Linked DNA regions of Sus scrofa: regions 2, 3, 4 and 5 are each linked to region 1. The links are chromatin contacts, called in public Hi-C, HiChIP or PLAC-seq and promoter capture Hi-C maps. All regions are on one chromosome and are shown on one strand. The core of a region is the stretch at or near the end of the contact, and the rest is flanking DNA. Distances in the headings are between cores, read along the strand shown.

The links. Promoter capture Hi-C pulls out the DNA fragments that hold promoters and counts their contacts. A called contact is a pair of places that touch in the nucleus more often than the background predicts. HiChIP or PLAC-seq counts read pairs in DNA pulled down with a chosen protein or histone mark.
Region 2: a Hi-C map of liver shows a contact between it and region 1, with 4 times the contacts expected there. The contact joins the promoter of AAMP here to the promoter of ZFAND2B in region 1. A contact is called at or near these places in 1 of 5 promoter capture datasets (fetal liver), 1 of 47 Hi-C or Micro-C datasets (liver) and 1 of 2 datasets of contacts at active chromatin or transcription factors (alveolar macrophages).
Region 3: an H3K27ac HiChIP or PLAC-seq map of alveolar macrophages shows a contact between it and region 1. The contact joins the promoter of TMBIM1 here to the promoter of ZFAND2B in region 1. A contact is called at or near these places in 1 of 5 promoter capture datasets (fetal liver) and 1 of 2 datasets of contacts at active chromatin or transcription factors (alveolar macrophages).
Region 4: a contact with region 1 is called in a promoter capture Hi-C map of fetal liver, with 3 times the contacts expected there. The contact joins the promoter of CTDSP1 here to the promoter of ZFAND2B in region 1. A contact is called at or near these places in 2 of 5 promoter capture datasets (fetal liver and liver) and 1 of 2 datasets of contacts at active chromatin or transcription factors (alveolar macrophages).
Region 5: a Hi-C map of liver shows a contact between it and region 1, with 3 times the contacts expected there. The contact joins the promoter of ZNF142 here to the promoter of ZFAND2B in region 1. A contact is called at or near these places in 1 of 5 promoter capture datasets (liver) and 1 of 47 Hi-C or Micro-C datasets (liver).

The regions. Positions count from the first base shown.
Region 1 is chr15:121,241,804-121,244,494 of Sscrofa11.1, reverse strand. It overlaps ZFAND2B (AN1-type zinc finger protein 2B), which reads right to left and starts at 1,379. Exons shown (of 10, transcript XM_001927706.4): 1 at 1,279-1,379; 2 at 1,075-1,146; 3 at 725-819; 4 at 352-483; 5 at 78-235. The coding sequence starts at 1,129.
Region 2 is chr15:120,344,075-120,346,765 of Sscrofa11.1, reverse strand. It overlaps AAMP (angio-associated migratory cell protein), which reads left to right and starts at 1,315. Exons shown (of 12, transcript XM_021076200.1): 1 at 1,315-1,654; 2 at 1,657-1,740; 3 at 2,199-2,351. The coding sequence starts at 1,621. It overlaps PNKD (probable hydrolase PNKD), which reads right to left and starts at 1,225. Exons shown (of 10, transcript XM_021076195.1): 1 at 1,106-1,225; 2 at 182-350. The coding sequence starts at 1,172.
Region 3 is chr15:120,363,756-120,366,446 of Sscrofa11.1, reverse strand. It overlaps TMBIM1 (protein lifeguard 3), which reads left to right and starts at 1,392. Exons shown (of 12, transcript XM_021076202.1): 1 at 1,392-1,512. All of the region lies in intron 2 of PNKD (probable hydrolase PNKD), which reads right to left.
Region 4 is chr15:120,449,264-120,451,954 of Sscrofa11.1, reverse strand. It overlaps CTDSP1 (carboxy-terminal domain RNA polymerase II polypeptide A small phosphatase 1), which reads right to left and starts at 1,306. Exons shown (of 6, transcript XM_021076473.1): 1 at 893-1,306. The coding sequence starts at 959.
Region 5 is chr15:120,706,353-120,709,043 of Sscrofa11.1, reverse strand. It overlaps ZNF142 (zinc finger protein 142), which reads left to right and starts at 1,301. Exons shown (of 10, transcript XM_021076481.1): 1 at 1,301-1,541; 2 at 1,807-1,958. BCS1L (BCS1-like (S. cerevisiae)) reads right to left here and starts at 1,219. Exons shown (of 9, transcript NM_001243676.1): 1 at 1,172-1,219; 2 at 175-215.

The sequences.
Region 1 (2,691 bases), core at 130-2,629:
ACAGAGGCTGAGTCAGTTCCAAAAGGAGAGGATGTTCCCAGACCAAAGGCAGGCAGAGAAGACTCAGTTGCGATTACCCTGCCCTACTAGTTGGGTGCCCGTGCCCCTCCCCAGAGCAATCATGGTCCAGTGGGTGACGGTGCTTGATGCAAAAGTTTCGGCCACAGCGTTCACAGGTCAGTTTCATCATTTCCCGCTGCCGGCAGCCAGAGCGTTCACATCTATTGGTGAAGATCTGAGGTGGGTAGGAAGGATTGTCTATGCTGAGACTCTGATCCTCCTTCAACCCCATCCTAAGAGTCGTTCAAGTTTCTAGGCATCTGTAGGCCCAGCTGACCCTCCAACACTTACCTTACGTTTTTGCTGAGCTGGATCAGAGCGACAGTCTCGGTCAATGTGCTCCCCAACAGCACGGTCAGGGGGCTCTCCTCTGGCCACAGGTACAGGCACGTTACAAAGTGGGCATACAGGTACCTGGATGTCCTAGAGTTAGGGAGAAAGAGTCAGTCTGTGGCTTACTACCAGTGCAGCCAAATCCCCAGTCCTGAAAGAACCTGGATATGCCCCCCATCAATACAAAAGGAAATACGACGTTCCCCGCACTGAGCCTCAGAAAGGAGAGGAAATGGAAGGCAGAGGGATTAAGGAGATTCTGTAGGCATCCTCAACCCCCCCACCCCCTTTCACTCTCAGACCGCCCCTCTCCCTCAGACCGCCCCCTCACCTTTTGGTAAGCGGATGCACAGTGATGCTGGGCATAGGCCACATGGTCTGCGCAGAAAATGCCCGAGCAGGCGTCACACTTAAGCGGCAGAAAATCTGCAGGAAGTGGGTCGGGTTGCAGGTCCAGCGGGACCTCGATGTCGTTCCCGCTCACTCAAGCCTTCCACCCGGGGAGGGAAAACGCTACGGTACTTGGCAACGCACTGCAACCCAGTCCACAGCCTCCTTAGCCACGCCCCCAACTCCGAGCCACGCCCTCTGGCACTTCTGGCCCTGGAGCTCACCCTTTCCGCAGTTTCTAGCCCCTCTGCCCGCCCCGCCCCCCGCAGGCTCCGCCCCTCACCCCCTCACCCAAGCGCTGACAGCTCGGCTCCGAACAGTGAGCCCCCAGGTCCGGAAACTCCATCGCCGGGCCGGGCGGGGCTGCTCGGGTGGAAAGGAGAGAGAGGCTGAGCAACTCTCGGGCTCCCCTTCCGGGTCCGAACCGCGAGCCCCACTCTTAGGTGGGGGGCTCCCTGTCCCGCCCCTTCCTCTCCCCCGCCCAGCCCGGGTTACCGGAGCCTCAGCACCTCCCGGGCCGCAGCTCCCACTCCTCCCCTGGCGCGAGCGGGCGTGCTGACGTCATCGCGCAGGGCGGGCACGACCAGCTCAGCCTCCCGGGGGGCGGGGGAGCGTCCCGTAGAGCAGATCCCCGCCCCACTGGGCTCCCTCCCCCGGGCAGGGAGCTGGATAGTTGGTCTTGGACGTTCTAGTGGGTGGCCCGGCATGAGTTGGCGACCCAGGGCGCGGGTCTGGCTCCACTAGGGGAGAAGGGGCCGGCGAAGGCTAGGACGCTTGACATTCTGGAGGGCTGGGGTAGTTTGGGGTCTTTCACGGTTGGGTCTTTCACGATTGGGTCCTTCACCTGCTGTTTACACCTTCCCCATAGCCATTTGGTTCAGGGCCACTGCTGTACTTATTCAACTCGAGCTGACGACTTCCTGTTTCTCTGAAGTACAGATTTTCTTTCCAGAGCTGTAGCTCCTCCAGGTTTAGTTTCTTCCTTTCTTTTTTGGGGGGTGGGAGAAGGCGCACCTGTGGGTTATGGAAGTTCCCAGTCCAGGGGGTCAAATGGGAGCTGCAGCTGCCGGCTTATGCCAAGAGCAACGCCAGGTCCGAATTTGAGACCTACCACACAGCTTGGGGCAACCCGGATCCTTAACCCACTGAGCAAGGCTAGGGATCCAACCTGCATCCTTATGGATACTAGTGGGGCTCTTAACCCACTGAGACACAATGGGAACTCCCTCCAGGTTTAGTTTCCATGCCTTTCCTGTACGATTTCTATGATTCTCCCCAGTTTGAGCTAAGCTCATCTCTTTTGTGGTCTCCCTGGTTCTGTTCTAGCACCACCCTACCACCTTACTGTGATCAGCTGTTCCCTCACTTCCCCACCACCTCAATAAATATACTGGGAAGTTAGGGACCAAGTACCTTGCATTGTGTTAGACCCCAGCACCCAGCACAGTCCCTGGAACTGTGTGGTTTTCAGACATCAACGTAAATCTGAGTCACCTACAGAACTAGTTTAAAATACCAATTTATCTGAGTTCCCTGGTGGCTCAGTGGAACCCAGCCTTGTCACTCCTGTGGCTCGGGTCACTGCTGTGGTCTGGGTTCTGTCCCCGATTGGGAACTTCTCCATGCCATGTGTGGTCACAATAAAATTAAAAAGTAGGAGTTCCCATCGTGGCACAGCAGAAACGAATCTGACTAGGAACCATGAGGTTTCAGGTTCCATCCCTGGCCTCGCTTAGTGGATTAAGGATCTGGCATTGCCGTGAGCTGTGATGTAAGTCGAAGCCACTGCTCGGATCTATCGTGGCTGTGGCTGTGGTGTAGGCCCACAGCTGTAGCTCCAATTGGACCCCCTAGCCTGGGAACCTCCATATGCCGTGGGAGTGGCCCAAGAAATGGCAAAAAGACAAA
Region 2 (2,691 bases), core at 66-2,565, 900 kb after region 1:
TCCAATTCCACATACTTTCCCACCTCCCCTGCCCCAGTCCTCTGAGAGGCCCATGCTCACATCCAGCAATTCTGTCTCCACAACCTTGGATTCAGCTCACCACCTGAAACTTGGAGAAGTTTCTGGGTCCCACCCTCCCCTGGTGCCACTCCCCATTGGTGGGCAAAGGGTTAAAACTCACCAGGCTAGTCCCACAGCTTTCATGGGGTTCTTGCCCCTCTTTCTGGGAATGTATTCCAGCTCAGGGGGTAGGGGTTCAGGCTCCTCCTTGCACTCTGGGGAGCTCTGGCTTTGCAGTGCCCGGGTCCTGTTCTGGGAAGCCTTGTTAGCTGTGGCTCCTGAGAGAATCCCTGTGGATGGAGGCAAGGAAAGTCAGTGAGAGAGGATGAGAAGGAATCCCGGGGAGGAGTGGTTGTGATCTGAGGAAGGGGAGTGACTGCGGTCTGGAGTAACAAGTGCCAGGGAGAGTCCAGAGGGAAATGGGAAAATTGCCATCGAGGTGGCACCTTTGAAAGCCACTTCCACGTCACTGCGGGCTCATCACCCCGGTGCCAGGAGAGCGAGCTTCGCTGTTCTTCATTTCAGACGGCAGGATGTGAAGGACTGCAGTGGGGCTCACAAGAGGCGTATGAAGGAAATCCGAGAAAAGGTTTCCAAACTGCAGAATGTTAGTACTGGAAGGGAGCGTAAAGGTAGTCTACTCCATCCCCTCATTTTATAGAAGAGGAAACTGACGCCCCGAGAGACGAACTGCTTCGCCCAAGGTCAAACTGCTAATTATCCGTGGCTAGAACCCAAGCCTTCAGAAGCCCAGGGCTCTTTCCTCTGCACTGCGGTGAGTGTGAAACATCTAGAACGCGGGAGTCTAGAAGGCTTCCTCGGGGCTCCCTTTCGCTCCAAGACTCCAGAGTTACGGTGTAACCGGAAGGCTGAGGGGATGGAGTGGGTGACCTCTAGACAGCATCTTTTAGCCCCCTGACTCTTTAAGATCCTGCAGAGGGGTGCAGGCAGCAAACAACACCCTGACCTTCCGCTATCACTGAGCGAGATGTGAAAAAAAAGGGATCCCCTGCAGTCCTACCCTCCCCAGGGTCCCTCTCCTTACCCCGGAGGACGCGGGCATTTCTCGCCCCCCGGCCCTTCAGCGCCGTAGCAGCTACCACCGCCGCCATGTTCAGATCCCACCCCCCTTCACCGCGCTCCCCGCCGGGAATTGTAGTTTGCGTAAGGGGCCTCCCCCGCTCCTTCCGTCTGTCCTACAGATCAGAAACTACATTTCCCAGAAGCCTGCGGAGCGGACCCAGGAGAACTACTCTTCCCAGGAGACCCCGGAGGCGCGCACGCTCGCTTGTTTCTCTCCTGTTGGGGGCGGAGTCAGGCCGGGCGGAGTTTGGGTTCCCCCGACCACGCCCCGGGCTCTTCTCCCAACTCTGCCCTGTGATTGGTGGTTCAGCGAGTCCACCCCCTTCGCTATTGGTCGAGAGGCCGTCGCTCTCTCTGCCGGGTGGTCGCCTACTCCTACTTCCTCCCGGGAGGAGGGGCTCGAGTTCCGCGTCGTCGCGCAGAGCTGACTCTGGGAGGCGTTTGGGCCCAGAGAAGTGGATCCGCCGCTTGCGCCGCATGGAGTCTGAATCGGAAAGCGGGGCTGCCGCTGACACCCCCCACTGGAGACCCTAAGCTTCCATGGTGATGAAGAGATTATCGAGGTGGTAGAACTGGATCCCGGTCCGCCGGACCCGGGTGAGAGCTGCTGATCCTCAGGCCATGGGACAGGAGGCGCTCACCCCTGGCCTTTGACCCTTGCTTCCCCTCCCTCCCCTTCTCCCCCCACCCCACCGGTCAGTCCCACTGACCTCCTTCGCCCTTCCTCTCTCCCCCAACCCCACACTTAGTTCTCAGGCCTGGCCGGGGTGGGGGTTCCCCTGACGCCTCCTCTGGCCCTTCCCCTCACACACCCCCTTCCCATCATCCCCTCGGTCCTCCCTTCCCACACGGTCGCTGGCCAACCCCAGGTCCTCAGACCTCTCCTGTCCTCCGTCCCACACGCCCCCCCTCCTCCCTGCCGCCTCTTCACCCCTTCTGTCTGACCTCACCTTGCTCTCTTGCCACATGACCCACCCCAGCCTCGGGCCTCCCCACGCTTCGCATCCCACTTACCGCCTGTCGAGCCTCGTCTTTTAACCCTCTCCCCAAAGCAGACGACCTGGCTCAGGAGATGGAAGATGTGGACTTTGAGGAAGAGGAAGAAGAAGAGGGCAATGAGGAGGGCTGGGTTCTGGAACCCCAGGAAGGGGTGGTCGGCAGCATGGAGGGCCCAGACGATAGCGAGGTCACCTTTGCATTGCACTCAGGTAGGTGCCTGAGGAGGTCCGTCATAAACTCGGTCCAGGTGGGCACTTGAGCATCAGGCGTCCCCTGTGTAGGGCACGTTATGAGGGACACAGAGGTGGGAAAATGCTGGCCCTGCCCTGGAGGAGCTCACGGGTAGGGGGGCAGTGCGATGGCATGGAGGAGAGCTTGGCTCTTGGAGTCAGTTGAGACACTTGGGTTCAAATCCTATCCCTGTTGCTTGCCTGTGTATGATCTTTATCAACACCGCTGCGTTTTAGTTTCTTTTTTCGACAGTTGTCATTGGTGAAAGTTACTTTAGTGTGAATTAGAGGTAATAGTACCTTTTGGAGCATGTTTTTG
Region 3 (2,691 bases), core at 143-2,642, 880 kb after region 1:
CCAGATAAGTGCACAGGCTCCTCCTTCTTGTCTTGGTCTGGAAAAGAACTGGACTGGCCCCTGGATATAATAATGTAAAGAAAAGTGCTTATTGGAGTTCCCATCGTGGTGCAGCGGAAAGGAATCTGACTAGGAACCATGAGGTTGTGGGTTTGATCCCTGGCTTCACTCAGTGGGTTAAGGATCCCGTGTTGCCATTAGCTGTGGTGTAGGTCACAGACAACAGCTCAGATCTGGCTTCAATTAGACCCCTAGACTGGGAACCTCCATATGCTGCAGGAGCAGCCCTAAAAAGGCAAAAGACAAAAAAAAAAAAAAAAAAAAAAGAAGAAAAAAGAAAAAGAGAAAGAAAGAAAGGAAAAGTGCTTACTGATGGGTTTGGAATCAGGAAATGCTCAGGTGGTCCTGGTTGTCTAGCTATGTTTTGTCAGGTCACCACCGACTGCCATTCAAAAAGAAAAAGTGTCAACAGGCTGTGAATGACATTTAGTGACAGTGTGATCTGTAGCTACCAGCCTGAGAAAAGCACCTTAAATAAAGCTGTTCATCTACTGGAAGCCTTGGCGTAATGGAAAAAAAACATGGACTTTGGAACTATGTAAACTCGGCAATGTTTCAAAACTTCCCAGAACTTACTTCCTTATCGGCAACATGGAACGACCAAGTACATCCTGCCATTAGTGGCTGGGAGGGTGGAGAAAGCTCCCAACCCAACGTTGTGCACTGAGAGAAGTTATCCACATCCCAGGATTTCTGACCCTAAATCACCTGCTTTCCTGGTTGAAGAAACTTCAGGCAGGCAATGCCATGGTTCCCAGGGCCAGAGAATCTAAGTTCCGTCCATCTCTACATTTGGACATTTGAAGTTTTTATACTTGAAAAGCACATTTGGCTTAAAAACATGAAATTGTCAACAATGTTCATCATGATTTATGTCTAATAATGAGAAAATGGGAAACAACTTAAATGTCCTTAAAAGTAGGAAACCGATTTTATAAATGGGCATAACTATGTGATAGAATACTTTGAGGCGTTAAAACTATGCTTCTGAAGAATACTTAGTGACAAGAAAAATGTTCATGATAAAATGTGAAATAAAAGATAAGCAACAAAGATTGTGCAATAGGACCCCACTCCAGAAAAACAAGTGATACACAGAGCTATATAAGCAAAGAAACACTAAAATGCAAGCGCTTGCCGCTGGCATTCAGGAGGAGTGGAACAAAATCAACTATACTTTAAGAAAATGCATTTTTGTGTTTTGAATTTCCAACAAGGATCATATGCTGCCTTAAAATGCGAAACCTCTAAAGTTCTTGCGGGGAGGAGCACGACCCGGGAGGACGCAGGCGGGACCCGGGGCGGACCCCAGCGCCCCCTGGCGGCACCCCGAGGCCACGCCCCAGGGGCCGGCGCGTCGGGGCGGGGCGCGGAGACCCAGCCCAGCCCAGGCCTGCGCGGGTGGTGCCGGACTCGCGACGCCGGGAGGTCGGGAACGCACAGTCGAGAGCGGTAGGCAAGCCAGGGGGCTCGGGACCGGCGGGAATGGGGCACCGCGGGCCGGCGGGGAGCGGGCCGGGGCTGAGGCGGCCCTGGGACGGGGCCCCAAACTTTCTCGGAGTGCGTGGAGGGCGGGAGTGGGGCTCTGTCGCCCTCACCTTTGGCGTTTCGATTTCCCTGTGCGTCCCGGGCGGGCGAGTGACGCCTGCTTAGCTTGGGGAGCCGAGCTGCGGGTTGTGCGCACAGGTGATCGTGGCCGGGGTCTGAGGGTGTCCTGTCCCCCGCTTCTTGGCGCGTGTCTATCGCAGGGCGTGGCCACCGCGCCAGCCCCAGGGTGGCCAGCTGTGCGCGGGATAAAGGCTCTCTGGGCCCTGGGCTGGTGAGAGGGGGAGGGGAGGCCGCCCAGGGCCCCTGCCCCGGCCTCTGCTTGGCTCTGCCCGCCCCCGGTGCCAGCTGTGGTGTCCACTGGTGACCGAGTATTTGAGTGCGTGGGGAACCGGGTGGAAGTGAAAGCCGTGAGCAGCCCACATCCTTGGCGTGAGGAAGACGCCACCTCTGTCAGGACGACTTTGCCTCAGCCGGCCCACTTCTAACCTCCGCCCCCAAGCTGGGTTCACAAAGTACTATCTTCCTCGTGGCCTCTTTGGGTTGGAGCAAAACAAACAGGAAAAGAGAGGGGAAAACGGTGGAGCCAGGGGACAGTGGCAGGAAAAGTAGAGGAGGGCTGCTGGGAAGCTGGGCCCCAATCTTGTGGGTTCTGCACCAGCTTCTGTTCTCTGGGGCACCATCCCCTCTCCGGCCAGGGTGGCCTCTGTGTGGTATCCAGGGATTGGAGTTCCTCCTGAGAAACCTGGACATGGGATGGGGAGGGATGGGTAGCCTGGGAACCAGGGTCAGAGCCAGATGTCATGGAAGGTCCCTGGGGTGTCCAGTTCTCGGGGCTCTGAAATATTCATCTCACTGGTGAGCTTTGGTTTCAGTGCTGGCGCCTTTGGCTTGGCCAGTGGTGGCAGGAGAGCCAGGCCCTTCCTTGAGGCTAATATGTCTGAGGCAAGGGGGCAGCCATACTTCCTCCTCACCTGCCTGCTCTCTTGGTCTCTCCAACCATGAGGACCCAGAGACCCGGTTTATAACTTAGAAAGAAGTAGTGGGACCACACAGGGTCAAGGGCCCTGACTTCCTGCCTTCTTG
Region 4 (2,691 bases), core at 57-2,556, 790 kb after region 1:
CTGCGGTCATCTGCTGGCCCCGCCTCCTCCACCCCCGCACGGACCTCCAACCATGATCCGCCCACCCTCCAAGCGCCCCTCCACCCGGGCCCCCTGCCCCTGAGGGGTGCGAGGCCCCCCAGAGGTGGCAGGATCTTCCTAGCCTCTGAAGTCATCACCCGGACAGGGAGGAGCAGACCCCTCAGCTCAGACCCGTCAGCCCTGGGAAGCCCGGCCGAGATGGGCGGCTTCCCGGGTCGGTAGTGTGGGCATAGGCCTGGCGCCCACCGGCCTGAAGCCGGGGCACCGCGTGCACTGTCACGACGCTCGGGTCTCCCGGCGGGCGCGCTGGGGACCCTTAGAAGTGGTTACCCCTCTCTGGAGCCTCTGAGAGGCTCGGCGCCTCCACGCGGGGCGCGCAAGTTTGTGGGGAACGTGGCTGTGTGTTGGCGGGAGATGCAACCCACCCCAGTCCGCTGTCACCTCCGCGCCCCCTCCCGCCACCCGACTAGACCGCGGCCCAGAGGGGGCGGAGTCTCAGCTGGTGGCCTGAAGGCGCCCTCTTTTACCCCCCCCATCTCCCAGTCCCATTGGCGCCAACGCGGGGGTGGGGGGGGGGCGACTCTCCGGCACGGTGCACAGCCAGTCTAGGAGACCCGGAGGGCTCCCCTTCTCTACCCCTTCCTCAGTTTCCCCGACTAGAACAGACAGGAGTGCCCCAAAGGCGCCAGGCCCCGCCCCGCGCCTCAGAGCCTCCGCAAGTTCAAACACTCATCCCGCTCCCCCTCGGGTTGGAAGCTTCGGCCCCCGCCGAGGCGGGCGGCCGGGGTGGCGGTGGCGGCTGCCCGGGAAGGTCCCGGGCCCCTCCTTCCTGCGGTGCCCGGGCTGCAGCCCCCTCCGCGCGCCCCAGTACCTTTGCCCCGTAGCGGACTCCGCGCTTCCTCCTTGGTGATCTGAGTAATGACGGCCGAGCTGTCCATGGGGCCGGGCGCGCTCCGCTCCGGCCGGACTCTGGCCCGGGCGCCCGGCCTCCCCCCCGGCTCGGGCCGGAATCGGGGCGCGGGGGGGAGGGGAGGGGTGGGAGGGAGGGATCCCCGCGAGCTTCGGAGGGGAGGGGAGCCAGGTTCTAAGGGGGAGGGGGAGGGAGGGGGCGCGGAGGAAACTTTGTTACAACATGGAGTTTCCTCCCCGCGAGGCGGATGCAAACATGGAACCCGGGCGCCGTTTCAAGGCTCCCCCTTAAAAGGGCAACGGCTTCGGCGTGACCTGGACTCTGCTCGGGCTTTCAACACTTCAGGGGCCGGCGCGGCTCCGCGGGCTGGGAGGCGGGCCCGGCCGGGTTCCTGCCGCGCTCCAGGGGGCGTCGCCTCCCTTCCTGCCTCCCGCCCGCCCGCGGGGCCAAGCCTCTGCGGCTGCGTGGCAGGACCGGCAGCCGGCCCACAGTTCCCCGACTCTTGGCTGCCGGGGGCCAGGCCCCGCCCCCGCCCTGCCCTACCCTACCCTAGCCTACCCAATCGCCCACGCCCAGGAGTGCCCTAGGGCGGTGCGGCTCCTCCCCTGCACTCTCCGAGGGTCGCGGGCTGACAGCTTCTCGGTTTCCTCTTCTGGGAAATGGGAATTACACCATCTGGTCTATAAAGTGGGTCTTCTCTCCGACGGTCGTAAGGCTTATTTCGCAGGGATGTCGTGAGCGTGTAAAGGCTCTTTGCTACCTTCAGACGGCTGTGCAGATCCACACAGTTAAGCTCTTAACTGGGCTGTGACCGCGACTCACCGCAGTCTCTGGCTCCTTCCCCTAAACCCAGAGCTGTAGGGCGTGAAAATGCCAACTGCCTGCCCCGGGATTCCCTCAGCCGCCCCGCCACGTCCACTCCCCGTGCGCACTCCAGCTACCTGACTTTCCCGCCCGGAGCCAAGCGCCTCCACGCGCTTCAGGGCCTTTGTGCGTGCTGTTCCCTCTACGTGAAATGCACTTCCTCCCTCTCCGCATAGCCAAATCCCACGGACCTCGAAGAGGAAATGACACTCTCTCCAAGAGGCCTTCCTAGGTCCTCTACTCCCCAGCCGGCCACTCTGTGACTATTGAGGAAGGGGAAAATCGGACGGCGGCCCCCACGCATTGGTCAACCGTGGACTCAAGCCCTGCAGGCTCAATGCCTGACTATGGGCATCACAGTCATCAATTGTTTGGAGGACCTTGAACACACGTTCCGCCTGGGTCTGTGCAGACAGACCGGCAGGCGCGGGGCCAGCGTTTCCACGCAGATTCTTTACAAAGGAAACTCCCGTGTGGTGCGTGGTTAGGTCTGAGGGTGGTCTATCTTCTTTCTTTCTTTCTTTCTTTCTTTCTTTCTTTCTTTCTTTCTTTCTTTCTTTCTTTCTTTCTTTCTTTCTTTCTTTCTTTCTTTTTCTTTCTTTCTTTCTTTTCTTGTTTATTAAGATCCTTGCATTTGTCGTTATTACTTTTTGTTCACATTTTAAAAATACTAATATCGCCAAGCCTTGACAAACACGCCTCAGCACTTCCTTCCCCCGCGGGCCGCGGGGCGGGGCGGGGCAGGGCGGGCGCGTCCTGTCCCGTCCGGCCGCGGGGTGCGAGCGCGGCGCACGTCCTCCAGGCCCGGAGAAGGGGGGTGCGGAGGGGGCAGAGGCCCCGCGCGAGGGGCAGGACACGAGGGGAGCGGCGCTCGCCCGGAGACGTGCCAGCTTCGG
Region 5 (2,691 bases), core at 52-2,551, 540 kb after region 1:
CAAGATTAGTTTAGCAACTGGACTCTGAAATTCCTCCCCAACCCACCTCACCCCCTGCAGAAGCTGGGAGCAGGAAGGACAGGTCAGCATTACTCTGTGCTTCGATATGCTCCCTTTGCGGGATGGGATTCCAGGCCATGCATCCCATTTTGCCGCTCATTATCCTGTTCGTACCTGTTTCCCACCAGATGTCTCGGTCTGGAGATTCCTTAAACCTGAGAGAACAATATAACTGGCTTCACATCAGGGTAATGGATGGACAGAAATTTGTGGTCCCTGTGACCAGCTAATATAGAAAGGGTCCCGCTAGCCAGAGTTAGTGGGGGACAAAGAAGCTACTCTCTTCGGTCAACCTGTCAGTAACCACCTGCCTTGTTATCATGAGTCATGTCCTTCAAATGCCCTCTCTTTTACATGCTCAACTCCTAATGTCCTGTTTGGCCCCTCATTACCTCCCACCTAAACTGTCTCTTTAAAATTAACTTTAGTTCTTGAAATGGCATCTTAAAGGTCTCCACGTTCTGCTTCACCAAGCTGCAATACAAGGGCCCAGATCTTTCTTCAGAAGGATCTGCTTCAATCCCATTACTTTCCCTACTCCTCCGATAGCTGGCTCTCAACAGGGCCCTGAATTAGGTAAAAACTCCTCTGCCTCCACAACAGGGCACCATCCACCTTTACGGCTTAGCTCCTAATACTCCGTTTAACAAATATGCAAACAATGCCATTCCTCCTTGCCCAAGCAGTTCTCCTGACTCAAAAAGGTTCATTCTAATTTCTTCCTTCCCTCATCTCCAGGTGAAGTCCTACCCATCTGCTACTTCCTCCATGGAGATTTTCCTGAATTCTCCCCAATAAAATGTACCCAGGTCTGATTCTAGACTGTCAGATCCCGAAGGGTAGGAGGTCAAATCGTTTCTAGCACACCTCCCTCGACCCCTGCCACTTGGCTCTGCGCCTGACACGCAGGGCGGTGAATAGACAGCAGTGACCTCGGGTGAGGCTCAGAATAGGATCCAGAATTCCCCCAATTCCTATGCACGGAAGGCCACAAAGCCGTCCTGCCCCCGGTCCTTGTGGACGCCCAGAAGTCCCCTCCGGAACCCCACTACACCCCAGCTCGCGCCGCCAGCAGCGTGGTTTGGAGTAATAGGTCACTCCGCCCCCTTACCGCCATGACTCTCTGGCCCTCCCTCTCGATGGTTTCACCTCCGCGCTCTTGGGGGAAGCGCCTCCAGGCCCCGCCCCCTGAGTTATTTCCCCTACTTCCCGCCACACCCACCAAGAGGGCCAGGCCACTCTGCCCACAACTCTCGATGGTACTCCTGGGGCTTCGCGGCCGAGCGTTGGAGAGCTGAAGGGGGGAAGGATAGAGAGAATCATAGAGTACTCCGCCAGCCGCACAGGAGAAGAGAGAGCGGCCTCCAGTGCCCCAGGTCCTAGAGGCGGCTGGGCCGGAGGCGGTCGCACAAAAGGAGTCCCGGGAGGCCAGCTGCCGGTCAACCATAGAGATGCGGCTCCCGCCCGCCCGGGGCCGGGAGGTAAGCGAGCGAGGGCGGGGCGGGAACTAATCGGGAGAGCAGGCGGAGCGGGCCAGAGGCAAAAGTTTCTCGAGCCCCAGGATGAAGGTGGGCCTGGGCAGTGGGAACGCTCCGGAGAAGTGCTGAAGGGAGCGCGCCGACGAGCGGGACCCCGGGGCATCCCATCAGCCGCCCCAGTGCCTCCGTCGCGTCACTGCTGTGGACCCCGCCTGGTTACTCGCTGCCTCTCCTCAGGACCATAATCTTGATGATGCTCCATCCTAAGCCTTGCAGGTTACAAAACGGCTTTCCCGTTTGCCAGCTCTTGTGACTCCCGCTCCCGCCCAATGATGTGGACGCTGTCATCGCCTCCACTTTACAGATAGGAAAGCTGAGGCCCAGAGAAGCGAAGTGATTGCATCTCCCAAAGACCACGCGGTGAGTCAGAGCCCACAGGCAAGTGGAAACCCGGGTTCCTTGGTCCCCAGGCCGGGTCTCATCCTTTCCTCGGGCCTTCTCTCTGCTCTGATTTGTCATTTCTTTAACTCAGCGCCTCTGCCCCAAAGAAGGTCATTTCTTCTCTTGTGCCCGTCGGTGTCCCACTTCACTCCGCCTTCCAGCGGCAGAAGGGTCTCAGTCGAGACTACCTCCTCCTTGGCTCCCCCTCTAAGGCAAATACACCACCCATGCTGGAAGATTCCTGATATTCAGTAAGTGGAGGTTGTGGTTTCCAGAGAATCCCTTGAGGGCAGAAGTGCACTGCCCCACCAGCTTCTGAATTTGGGTGATCGGGCTTTGAGTTGCAGAATTCTCACCTGTAACCTGGTTTCCTAGCCCTAGGCCCTTGCTCGACCTCCATGACTCAGTTTCATAAAGTGATTACCATCTTATTGTTCTTATTGTCAGTCTTACTGATTACTCATTACTCCGCTTCAACTGATTTTACCCATGTGTAAGAGGACATGCAATTTAGTTGACATTCATTTCTCAGATGGGTCCCAGTGTTCAACATGAGGCCGTAGTCAATGAGCTAGAAATTTCTGCAGGTGTGCTACTTTATACGTAAGGAATCACTGGCTTGGTACTTGGTAGATACCTAGCTTTACTTTGATGCATCCCTGTGTTTACAGTTCATCCATCACTTAGAATCCCCTTATTTGTCTGGATTGCA